2 separate regions of the Danio rerio genome follow, and region 2 is linked to region 1. A link is a contact called in public Micro-C data. All regions are on one chromosome and are shown on one strand. The core of a region is the stretch at or near the end of the contact, and the rest is flanking DNA. Distances in the headings are between cores, read along the strand shown. Region 1 has its middle 6.7 kb from the start of atosa. Region 2 holds the start of myo5aa (myosin VAa).

The links. A called contact is a pair of places that touch in the nucleus more often than the background predicts.
Region 2: a Micro-C map of caudal fin shows a contact between it and region 1, with 14 times the contacts expected there. The contact joins the promoter of myo5aa here to the enhancer-like site in region 1. A contact is called at or near these places in 1 of 18 Hi-C or Micro-C datasets (caudal fin) and 1 of 4 datasets of contacts at active chromatin or transcription factors (embryo).

The regions. Positions count from the first base shown.
Region 1 is chr18:41,680,704-41,683,403 of GRCz12tu, reverse strand. No RefSeq gene overlaps it. Among named protein-coding and RNA genes, the nearest start is that of atosa, 6.7 kb to the left of the region's middle. Within about 2 kb of position 1,368, at least 5 of the 62 cell types and tissues checked have an H3K27ac peak or open chromatin away from gene starts, as enhancers often do. A contact at or near this core is called in caudal fin, where this site is marked.
Region 2 is chr18:41,820,738-41,823,545 of GRCz12tu, reverse strand. myo5aa (myosin VAa) reads right to left here and starts at 1,543. Exons shown (of 39, transcript XM_073930027.1): 1 at 1,272-1,543. The coding sequence starts at 1,298.

The DNA of each region.
Region 1 (2,700 bases), core at 119-2,618:
GAATGAATGAATGCTCATATACCCAAATTGTCAACCATTTCTTTCTTTTCACATACTGATTGAAGTACAACAAATTTAAGGATGTAAATAGACTTATGATTAACCTTGTCTATTTGAAAACAAAAATGACCATATTAAGACCTACTTAGCAAAAAAATAGTCAGATTTGCAAATCCTTTTGTATTTAAATTGTCTTTGTTTAGCACAAGGGACTGGTTTAGTTATCGCGGTTGTGTTATGCCATCTAGTGGACTTTATTTAGAATCACAGGTGAGGCGCTGGCGAAATTATATGTCACTTTATGCTGCACATTTTTTTTAGAAAGATGTCACAGTTAAATTTAAATTAATTAAATAAATCAGATGTAATCAGTTGAATTAATGCTACAGGAAACAAACTCAACCAATAAAAATAAAATTAAAAAGCGGACAACCAAAAAATAGCCTACATAGGAATTTAACAATAGAAATGAAAAGTGTATGTGATATTTGTATCCATAAAGTGAAATTCTTTAATTAGAATGGTTTTAATTTCTATTTTTTTAAAGAATGAACACTGGTGACACTAACAAATAAGGATTTCGAGAAATTGTTTTTGCTAGCTGGGTTGGCATAATGATTACATTTTTAAAATGGGAGAAAATAGGTGAAGAAAATAAAGAACAAAGAAAGAAAGTTACAAAACTGAAAGCCACCGTTTTATTGTTCACATGTTACTTGCTTTTTGTGATTTTTAATTTTTTTTAAAACAAAATGGTAAAAGTATTTAAATTTATTTAAATAACAAAAAAGCTTAATGGGACAAAAATAGTAATTAAACATTTTTGCTATATGGATCGATTAGAATTTTATAATAACTATATTACATATATAGTACTACTGTCAAACAAATCTGCTTGTGAAATGACTGTTAATTACTTTATTATAATTACTATATTTATTATACTAGTTAATTAATTTATTATAATTATTTATAGAACTTTATTTTAGTCAACATAGTTTTCATGAGTTTTCATCAACATAGTTTTCATACTCGTTTTCATAAGATGTCAAATGAATCTCTTGTGTTCTGGTTCTGAGCCTGTAAAGTTGCCTCTCAAAGCTCACAGCAGGTCGTTTATAAGCGATTGTCAAACGTGTGTCCCTTTAAATGCAAACGAGCTGCTGCTTTCCAGAAGAGGGCGGAGTCACTGAGCTATGTTAAAAAGTTTCAGAAACAACAGAACAAACGGGCGAATTCTCGCGGCCAAAATATCGGAAATTATTATCAGCATATAGATCTATATGTTCAACACTGGACTTGGACAACGATGGAGAGGAATAGTTTACAACTGCTAGGCTGAAACAGGAAGTACGGTTAGTGGATTGATACACCCATGTAGTTGTTGTTGGAGAGCAAGCTGATTCAACCTGTCGACTGGCATATTACTGCTTCCCTCAGATGTGTTTATCTTATTATACAGTGTATAATAATTCATATACAGAATATGAATGGCAGTGAATTAGCTCTAGTCCCTGTATGTAGTCAGAGACAATGAAAAATTTACAGAAAGTTAAAAAGCTCTTTCAGAAAGGAAATTTGGGGAATATTCTCAAAATATGCTAACGTTAGATGTTTTGGATATTTACCCATCCTTCAGAAGCAACATTGAACTCTTGCTGGTAAAGCAGACAGATGTCAAACATATCTTGAACAAATATTTAACTATTTACAGACTTTTTTCAGTCTTAGTGGCTTGAATTTCAGGAGTGTTTAGACACTCTTATCTTAGTTAATACATTCAACAAGGCAACAGACCAAGCTAATGTTTTTTTAATATTTTTTTTCATTATTACATATCTTTACTTCTTTACATTGTAAATATTTTGCAGCTATAGAGAGTAAACAGAATTAAGACTAACATTAGGAATGAACAGTCATTACTTTAAAAAATGTTTTAAGGCATTATGTATGATTTTATTTAATGAATTAGCCATAAACCACTATAATAGTGTTATACACTTTGCTGACTTACCTACATTATCTCAAATATTATGAAGAATGTTCAAATCCAGAGAAAGAAGCAATTTCAGCTAATGATAGAGACTGTGTGTTGTGCTGTCTTGGCAGTTAAAATCGTCCGATTGTGGCATAATAAAAGCTCCGGTGCTTTTATGTCGAGTAAAGCAGGTCGCACACCAGAAGCGCCGCTCAGCGCCGCTACACGGCGCGCACATGACAGTTTAAAGTATCAAACACCAGACGCGCACATTCGAATGATATTTAACATGAAACTAATCAGATGGCGCTCTGTGGCACGGCTGAAAAATGAACTGCGTCCTGAGCTGTGGCTGGGCGCCGTAGTTTACTTGTTGGAAATATGAATATAACTCATTACGCGTAATGTATTCCCCCTCAACACTGCTTATTTTATACTTAGTTGACTACAATTCCTTTTACTATGAAAGTAGAATGATAATTCGCTCTATCTGCCCTTTTACGTATAAAACGATTGCAGTTTCATGGTAAACCATTATAAAATTACCTGACAGTATTTAAAGGGATAATTCACATAAAAATAAATATTATGTCCACCCTCACCCTTTACTTGTTGCAAACCTTTATGAGTTTCTTTCCTCTTTTAAATACAAAATACCACTTTTTGAAAAACTGTAACCACTGACTTATATAATATTTTTTCTTTCTCTATGGAAGTCAATG
Region 2 (2,808 bases), core at 294-2,793, 140 kb before region 1:
GTTTCTTAAAATAAAATATATCATTTTCAAAGGGGGATTTTTTTTTGTTTTGTTTTGTTTTTTACCCAGACATTTAAAAAGAATATATTTTAGAGCAGAGATCACAATAACGTGAAACCATGATATTTTATCCAAGGTTATCATATCGTCAGAATCATACACCGGCCCATGCCTAATACTAAAATAAAACACATATATTTCAATCATTAAATGACCCACAATTTGCCAAGAAAGTATATCATTTGACCACAAACCCAACCATGTTACCCATATAAAAATGCTTTAGTCTATTACAAAAAACCTTTGTAGAGCTAGATCGTTGCTACTTGTCTAAGGCCTGAATCCAAATAAACATTCTGTGCTCTAGGAGATTTCAAAAGAATCCATCAGTGCATTTACAATAAGACAGCTGCATCATGGGGGATGGGTGAGCCTCCCCCATTCTCTCTCTCTCTCTCTCTCTCTCTCTCACTCTTGAGTAAAACAACCAGTCATTCGTCATCTGAGACATCATTATGACCATATGTGATGACGTCACATTCAGGCTGCTACGCAACAATATCACACTTATTTTTGTCTTCAAAGAGACACGCCTTAAATATGAACAGGCCGCGCAGCAAGAGACCCAAAACAACTACTCACTGCAAGATGCAGACTGTGTTAGAGCATGCTCGCATCAGCACCAGAGATGCTCCCATCATCCCATGCAGGCAACGATGCTCACATCAGCACCGCCCGCATCCCACTGGCTCTCAGCCATCAACCACAACTGTGACCCATATCAATACATCCTTTGAAAACCTCTTGCTTGCCTAACACTCAAGATTTTTTTTTTGCATCTGACTATCAATAGTGCATTTAATACAGTTCAAAGCTTATGCATGCATTAATTTTCAGTAAAATGACAAGCAATGCAGTGTTTCATAAACATTCACTATAAATGCTACAGTTAACGCAGCATTTCTTAACAATGTTGACGTTTTAAAAGGTAAATAGCGTGTTAATCTCATATAACAAAAGAATAATAAGCATAACACTGTCGTTTTAGAGCATAAACAATGAGCTATTCATGAGGAATAAAGCATGTGTGGGGAAATACATAATTCATATGATCAGAGGGCAATAATGTCAACATATGCACTACAATGACAACACGACCAACGTGCAATCACCAATAACCGCGCTTTTTGTCAACACGCTGGCGTTTAATTTACAGCCTTGGCATTTATATTTGACGTCCAGACGGCCAGATGCTGAGTGTGTGAGTTTACCTTTGTATATAATTCAGACGCAGCCATGATGATGATGGTCGCTCGGTGTTCCTGCAAATCACAGTCAGCTGAACATCCGAACGGTCGCGAACATTCAAGTCTCTCCGGTGGATTTCACTCAGCGAAAGGTCTTTGGGAGGACGTCATGAATCCAAAGGCTTCTGCTCATTCCTCATGGAGCTGCTGCTCGCGTGTGAGTTCTTTTTTTTTTTTTTTTTTTTTGGTGTGTCTCTGTTCGTTCTGGGTGCGATCTATGCAGAGAATGAGTCAATGAAAACGCGGTTGCCATGACCAAGAGAAACAATGAGGCAAGAGTGCGCTCTGGTGGACAAGAGTGGATCATCACACGCTGGCATCCCAGCAGTTTTCTAAAATTTTGTTTGAATTTTTGCTATTTTAATATCAAATTAGATTGTTTTTAATTTTAGAGAAATTCAAAGTATAAAAAAGAAAAACAATGACAGAAAATATTTTTGTAATTTGATTATAATTTATATGTTAATAAAACCTATAAAAATAACAGTAATAATAATAATAATAATAATAATAATAATTATTATTATTATTATTATATTTATTATTATTAAATAAACATTATTATTATATACAGTTAGACAGAATTATTAGCCCCCCTGTTTATTGTTTTCCCCAATTTCTGTTTAAAAAAGATTTTTTTCAACACATTTCTAATCATAATAGTTTTAATAACTCATCTCTAATAACTGATTTATTTTATCTTTGCCATGATGAAAGTAAATAATATTTGACTAAATATTTTTACAAGACACTTCTATACAGCTTAAACTGACATTTAAAGGCTTAACTAGGTTAATTAGGCAAGTTATTGTATAACGATGGTTTTTTTTCTGTACAGTCGAAAAACAAATGCTTGAAGGGGCAAATAATTTTGTCCTCAAAATGATGTTTAAAAAATTAATAACTGCTTTTATTCTAGCCGAAATAAGACTTTCTCCAGAAAAATAATAATAATACCAGACATACCGTGAAAATTTCCTTGCCCTGTTAATCATCATTTGGGAAATATTTAAAAAAGAAGAAAAAAATCAACGGGGGGCTAATAATTCTGACTTCAACTGTAACATTATTAAATATGCCTACTATAAAATTATTAAATAAACCTTTTTTTTTTAAAATTAATTTGGTAATAAATATTTTCCCAGAGATTGGTTGCGGCTGGAAGGGCATCCGCTGTGTATAAACGTGCTGGAAAAGTTGGCGGTTGATTCCGCTGTGGCGACCCCTGATCAATAAATGGATCAATAAAAAGAAAATGAAAGAATGAATGGTAATAATAATAATAATTAAAAAAAAATATATATATATATATATATATATATATATATATATATATATATATATATATATATATATATACACACACACACACATACACACACACACAGTATATTGTAATATGCTGATTTTGTGCTTAGGAAAATTTTCAATATATCAATTTAATGTTTTTTTTTTTTTTTTTTAATTCTTCTTCTTTATAAGACTTAAAAAAATTATTAGT